Regions from separate parts of the Rattus norvegicus genome. Here region 2 is linked to region 1. The links are chromatin contacts, called in public HiChIP or PLAC-seq maps. All regions are on one chromosome and are shown on one strand. The core of a region is the stretch at or near the end of the contact, and the rest is flanking DNA. Distances in the headings are between cores, read along the strand shown.

What was found. HiChIP or PLAC-seq counts read pairs in DNA pulled down with a chosen protein or histone mark.
Region 2: an H3K27ac HiChIP or PLAC-seq map of oligodendrocytes shows a contact between it and region 1, with 4 times the contacts expected there. The contact joins two enhancer-like sites. A contact is called at or near these places in 1 of 12 Hi-C or Micro-C datasets (the A7r5 cell line) and 1 of 1 datasets of contacts at active chromatin or transcription factors (oligodendrocytes).

The regions. Positions count from the first base shown.
Region 1 is chr5:73,812,729-73,816,548 of GRCr8, forward strand. No RefSeq gene overlaps it. Among named protein-coding and RNA genes, the nearest start is that of Hint1l1, 380 kb to the left of the region's middle. Within about 2 kb of position 2,398, at least 2 of the 93 cell types and tissues checked have an H3K27ac peak or open chromatin away from gene starts, as enhancers often do.
Region 2 is chr5:74,042,497-74,045,929 of GRCr8, forward strand. No RefSeq gene overlaps it. Among named protein-coding and RNA genes, the nearest start is that of Zfp462, 420 kb to the right of the region's middle. Within about 2 kb of position 2,000, at least 14 of the 93 cell types and tissues checked have an H3K27ac peak or open chromatin away from gene starts, as enhancers often do.

The DNA of each region.
Region 1 (3,820 bases), core at 1,148-3,647:
CTTGAAGCATTTTCAAGTTTCTTCTTAGCTTCTTGCCTTGGCATTTTCCCAAGCTGCTTCTTGAAGAACAGCAAGCTGGTATTTGGAGCATATGGCGGTGGTCTGTTTGTGTGTTCATTAAATCAAGACACCAATGAAAAGAAAGCAGAGAGCTTTTCTGTCCTTTAAATGAAATTGTCAACCCAGATATCTGCTGCCTTTCCCAAGTCCTAGTCTGAAATGCCTGGCAAGTAGGGCTGTGTTATAATGACAAATTAATTCATATCAGACTTTGATCACAGCCTGAAAAGTTTCCTGACATCAGTTTTCAGGAGTTGCATTTAAAAAAAAAATCAGAATCTGCTCTGATGCCTCCCAATTCCTAACAACAAAAGCAGCCAGGCCTCCTTCTATGGGGGAGCATTCAACCTCTACTGTGTAGCTGGAAAGGAAAATTTTAGGCTCGTCTCTACAGCTCCTTATAAAACCAAGGACATACTAGTGCATGGTCAAAACCCAACAGAAGGGGGCTGTCTTGTCGACCTGAGGCCTGTGCAGACTGGCCTATAGATGCCTCTCTTTAGCCCTCATTTTCCCTTGCTCTCTCCTCCTGCCATGTAACATGTCAAAAGCAAATGAAAATTGAGAGGATTCAGCTGAAAATAGAATTGAATTCTATTAGTCAGCCTAATAGTGAAGGTGCATCTGGAAATACAGTGCAGTATAGCTAATGTTTACCACTTGACTACTCATGCCCCGGGCTCAAAATGCATAATGATGCAAATTAAAACCCAGCAAATGGAGGAGCTGGAATCTCAAAGATAACCGTACCTAACTCAGGCTATGACAGAACAGCTGCTCTTTAATTAATCTTACGTAAAGACTGAAGCACCGCGTTAAGATGCACACCGTTTACGACGACGGGGTTTTTTTGTGTGTCTGTGGTTAACACGCGCCTGGACTCCCTCGTGTCATTGTTGCTGCTTTGTAAACTCACACAAAGCCCTGCTCAACAACCCCCATCAGCCGGAAAGGAAAATATGGGCAGGAAGGTAGTAAGATGAGAATCCGAGGATTTTAGAATAGAAATGAGGCCAATTCCCAGTTGCTACTTTCAGTCCTTACTTGAATGGCTGATTTGGGAGCTAGAAACTTAATCTGAATACTTTATTATTTAATATAGGCAATCAACTATGTGTTAGTGTTTGCAGGCACACATACACAATATATTTTAGATCATGTTTTATAGAGACTTTAGAGAGCCTCTACTGGGTTAAAAGTATAGACTTTGGAGCCAAAGTGTCTACTAAAGCTGTGTTTCCTATATATAATATCCTCTAAGTTATTTATTTTTGTGACTTAGTTTCCTCAATTGCATAAAAATATCTAATACCAATTCTAGACTTAGATAGTGATTATGAGGATACTGGGGTCATTACTATAATGACCAAGCACACTGACCACAAGTTAAGCCTAAATATATTACTTAATTTGCATAAATTAACTCAACTATCCATCCTAATGCCAACCTTTTATAACTGTGACTGATACAGTTTAGCAATATTAGCTATATTAAGGATCATTATTGTATTTATTATCATGTACTCCTTTCTACCCTTCTGCAAGCATGGATCGGTTGGTTTTCCCTTGTTATGGTTACTTGTGGAAGCCCAAAAAGATCCACTTGGACTCCTAAAACTACAGGGACAGGAAGTGACCAAGCAAAGATGGCCATACAGGTGCCGCTGACTCAAATTCTTGTGCTTGTATCCCCTTCTTACTCTGGGATTGGAAGGATGGGTAATTATGAACAATGGGGGGGATGAGAGCAGGGTCTTGAGATTCATGGTAATGATGTGTTTCTTCACACCAGTTCCACTAATTCAAGCATGCTCGCATCCGAGGAGAATGGAGGTCAGTTTAGATGTCAAAATACTTCCCTGAACTATTACTATTTTGGACACTGGTCATTTTATAGATTTCAATATTCATCCCTGCCCTCTCGCATGAGCTTCTCTTTGGTATTCCTGTGGTATTTATTCTCCACACACAGCATCTAGATTATGGAAACAATGCGATGCCGAGGTCTTAATTTTTCTCTGACATGAAGTCTATTCCCCTTGCATGTACAGGTTGGCTGCTATTTTTTTTTTTTTTTAGCATCTGCTTCGAGGATGGAGCATACAAAAATCCACTCAGTGTTTAGAATTAAGTAAAAGGAATGGGGAAGCAGACAAAAAAAAAAGACGAAGAGAGACGTGAGATGCTAATGTTTTCTTCACACTGAAACCGAATCTTCAGTGTAAAGATTTCAAAGCACCGACAACCACGCTCCTGTTTGCTAGGCGGGCTTCATTTAGAGGTAGATTTCCCCGTGGATATTAAAGAGTCTTCCTGAGATGAACGCAAGAAGCTGATCGCAAACAAAGACAAGGCTTATTCCCAGTCACCTAGTTCCTCCCACTGGAGGGGGCTCTCTGAAGCCCTTCTCTGAGGATCTGAAAACAAGCCAGATGGGTGTGCTATCGGCATCATTTGGTCTTTAGCAGTCTCTGGAACAAAACATGTAGCTGGGCTTCTTGATGTTTAAGGCTTGGGGGGGGGGGGGAGAGAGAGAGAGAGAGAGAGAGAGAGAGAGAGAGAGAGAGAGAGAGAGAGAGAGAGAGAGAGAGAACTCAGTAGATGGAGTTTTGAATAAAAATGATAGGTTATGCTTTAAGCTGCATAAAAACAAGCCATCTGAAGAGCATATAGAATTGGCGAACATCCTGCCTCTGGAAAGATTCATTTTTATTTGTCTATGTATAAAGGAGGAAGATAGAGAAATTGAAAGTACCATTTCTGCGATGCTCACTCTGGTGAAGGGTTTGCAAAACAATATAAAAATAGCGGTTCTTCCAAAATGATGGCTTTGCTTGAAGTTTATCTACCTCTCTCTCCAATCTTAGAAAGCCCCCCACCTCTACCACTCCCTCCCCGCCAAAGACTCAAAGCTCCCAATAGTCACTGTGGTGAAAAGACAGCAATCTTTCCTAAGTTGTTATAATTAACCAGGCCCATTTCATCGTAAGCTTACAGCCTGGGATGCAGTGTTAAAGGAAAAGTGTGTGTAGCGGGGAGCTAAAGGAAGAAACCAGGAGAGATGGCCATTTTAATTGCCTGTTTATTCTCTCTTCACGTTCCCAAATTGGTTTCGTTTCCTCTGAGTAGGGTAAGTGCCAGGGCACTCATAGGAGCAGGAGGCCAGGGTGGGTTCCAACATTTCCCGGCATTTGAATTACCTCCGGACAGTTTGGCAGCCTCTAAATCTATACCCTTGAAGGCATAGTAACAAGCCTTCATCTCCTATGGAAGAAACTTGAAAGCATGCCAGAACAGGACCTCGTTGCTCCCTTGCTTAGAGTCCTGGCACGTAGAAATCACACAAGAAAACAAAAGGCATTTGTGAGGAGCCGTCCAGGAAGAAAGATTAACAATATAAATCGAGGTGGTTGCGGGGAGAGAAAGAGAAGGAGGGAGGATGGCCCTTTAAAATGTTTTTGTGCTTATTTTAATAGGACTTTACAGTCCTGAATATCCCTTAATCAAAACCAAATGCTTGTAGCCTTACTGTGCTCTTTGTTCGAGGCAGTGCCCACTCGGCTTCCATGGGACTGAGGGGTGGAGCCTGGCTGTCTCGCTTATCTTTCCATCACAAATAAACACCGTTGTCCTCAAGGTTAGGCCAAGCTGCTGCCTTGCAGACTCCAAGGAAGCCCTCCATTGGCAGCTGGACCTGGTTCTCCAGCCCACCCCCAAATGCCGGATGCAAACCTTTCAAGATGTTTCTCAAGATGTTTTT
Region 2 (3,433 bases), core at 750-3,249, 230 kb after region 1:
TTGAGACCTTTCGAGAAGGAGTTGACATTGTTTCTATAGCTTTCTGGTAAGGATTTGAACAACATCCTTTCTTGGAATGTATAAGCAGATAATACTTGATGGGGAAAGACAGACAACTTCTTCAGTGGTGTCTGCTGGTAAGGTGCACATGCTCCTCTTAACAGGTGCCTGCCCATATTCCTCTACATGACCCTAACCTCACTGAATCATATGTACCAAAAGGTACCATGAGGGAGGTCTAGTTAGAAAGAGGGAAGGAACATATGAGAGTAAGAAGAGCACAGGAGAAGGTAATGGAACAAAAGCTGAGAGGACTGGAATAGATTCTGTATGTGTACAAAAACATCCTAATGAAAGCCATTGTTATGCATAAAATAATTATAGTCTAAAACATTGAAATGATAAAGAACAGTCTAGATCTCTTCCTGCTGCTGAAAGGCAATGAGAAAACTTCCATCAGGGAACAGACTTGGAAGACAGTGATACATGATTTGATATCAGAAGTAAGCTTTCTTAATGAAAAAAATACCTTCTGACCCACCCCACGCTTACACCAGGGCTTCTCTCATGGTGGCTAAAATACTCTGCCCAATATCTAGCCCTGCCTGCTTTAGACATGAGTTAGACACACATCATTGCTTTCAAAGAACTCACAATCTAACAGATTAAAAAGGAAGAAGAAGTCAAAACAAATAACCTTGGCAAGGCTGTCTATAAGTCTCTTACAGTGTGCTGGGACCCTTATAGTGTCTGGAGGAATTCAGAACCTTGGGTTAGTTCCTGGAGGAAAACTAACTAAGCATTTCCTAGGAACAAAAGAAGGCAAGTAGTTAAAGGAGTTCTTTAGTTACAAACCATATGCAAATAGTGTGTGTGTGTGTGTGTGTGTGTGTGTGTGTGTGTGTGTGTGCGCGCGCGCATGTGCGTGCTCATCATTGCTCTGCCTGAGTCCCTTCATTTCTCTTGACTCTCCCTCCCTAATATCAACGCCATTTCACCTCTGTAGGAGCTTCTTGTGTGTGAGAACGTGAGATGTGTGATGTGGGTAGGAGAAGCAGGTAGCCTGGGAAGGCAGCATCATGCTTACATCCTCACGGAGGACGATGGAGCTGAAAGAAAAATGTCTCCCCCACTGTTTATCTTAATCCCTTCTGGTTGCTACAACAAAGACCCACAGGCTGAGTGGCTGAAGGGACAGAAATTGGTGTCTCACTATTCTGGAAGCCACCAGTCTGAGACAGTGTGCCAGTGCGGTCAGTTCTAGGAAGGTCCCCCTTCCTGACAGTGGCTGCCAGCTTCTTCTTGTGTCCTGGTAAAAAGCTGATCTGCTGGATTTCTCTTACCATAACCCAATTAGACCCATCCCCATACATAAGCACACTGTTGGCTTGAATGAGAAGGACCCTATCACTCAGCAAACAGTGTTGCTTCATTGTCATCAACCCTGAGGGAGGACTCACCTCACAGGCCCACTCCAAGACCACCATTTAATTGCCTCTATGACTGGAGACATTGAGCTAGTCTGGCTAACATGGCAAACACACAACTCTTGGATTGCTGATAGATCTCTCCAAAGTCACACTGTAAGAGAGAAGTCGTACTTTCTCAAAGGAGTATGGATTGCTGTTACCAGGATATAGGAAAGAACCGTAGCTGTCCACTCCGCGCGGGAACTCACCCTTCTGCAGGGACACCTGCCTAGAATATGAACTTTTCCAGCTGTGTCCAAGGGACTCAAGGCCTCGCTCCAGGGTTGCTTATTGACGATTGTCGTGGTATCTCTAAGATGAAAAGTGAAAAGTGAGTCTAGAGGTAAAAGAATACTGAGATGACAAGCCAGAAAGCCAGACTCTGGGCCTGCTTTGGAGCAGCACTCTTGAAAGAAATGTCTTGCTGCCCTCGGCAAGTCTGAGGAAAGAAGAAGACACTCCAAGACCATGTGGAGTGTGCGCAGCTGCCTTTGCACCAGGAAGCGGGGCTCAGCTGAAGAGCGGCTGTCAGCGACGGAGGTAGGAGGAGCCTGTCCTGGCGTTGAAGCTGCAGCGGATAATGGAGCCACAGTGCAAGCACAGGGCCTTTTATTGACAGGGTGAAAAGAAGCCAGCTGGGGTTTGTCTATAGCTGAGCTTCTGGTTCTGTCCCATACTTCTGAAAAAGACCTCCTTTGTTCCTTTGCTGCAGGTGGCACCTGTCATTACAAGACATGTAAATAGGATAAACAGTCCCAAGCTACTGAAGAGGTGCCCCTTCCTGAAATGCGTCTCTCAAAGGACTCTCCAAGTTCATCTCTGTCACTGTTTCTTTCTCTCAATTGGAGGGTTGAACAGAAGGAGGAGAATGTGAGGGCCAGAGGACTCTGCCTTCCAATAAAGCAACACTGATTTTTGTTACAAGACACGACCTCTCTGCAGCTTCTTTTCCCATACTAAATCTGAAAGCCCCACAGAGAATGATTTCTTTTTTAAACTAAATCCAAAATGAGACTCCAAACTAACAAAATCAAGCCCTTGGTCTTTCTAGAAGCGGTAATGAGTTCCTTAAAAATCAGAAAGCAGAGGGATTACTATGAATGTGGGGAGTATAGCTTCTCCCATGGAGGAACACTCTAGAAAATGTTCACTTCCCAATCAAGGGTGGCTACAAAGAAGAGTAGACAGAGGGACATACCTGGCGTTGTGGGGAAGCATCAGTCTGACTTCCGTCCCTTTCCCCTGAAGAGTACCTGGCCATTCCAGAGGTGCTTGCCTCTAGGCAAAAACACTGTAAGAATTCAGATTTTAAAAATGAAGAAGTTAGACACACTGGTAATATGTAGTGGGAGGGCACCCATACCAGAGCTGAGGTCATCCCTTAAAGCTGTCCAGACATATGTCTCATTCCTTCTCAGGCCTCCTTGGAAAGAAAGGGGAAGTACATCCAAGACAAAGCTCCTCTCTTCCTTTCTACCAGGTGGTAGCAGCCAATAGGGTGGAGATAAACATAGCAACTTGGCTGCAAAGATGGATTGTCCACCCACTCTCCCCGGAAGATCTGAGGCAAGCCATCACTGTGATGAGGAACTGCAAATTCGGATCCTATGTCCAATGAACAATTAAGTGACTGACAGCAGAACAGGGGTTTAAAGAGAAGAAAATCTCAACCTACAGAGATAAATGGAGTTTTAATCCATTTATCCATTTTATCCATGCAAACTAAAGATCAAGGAAATGCTTTAACAGGGCCATTAATTAACAGACGAAAATGAATAGTCGATTGAATTATAAAACTGGCACAACTGGAAAGAGGAAGAGTGGTCTGAAGATTTGGGACCAAGAATTTCCCCAGAAAACAGCAGAGAAGGAATTCAAGTTTTTGAAGGTCAAGAATCATGGAGAACAGACCCCAACAGCTTTAACAGTGAGCTCTTGGATGTTTTAGAGGAAACAAATTTAAA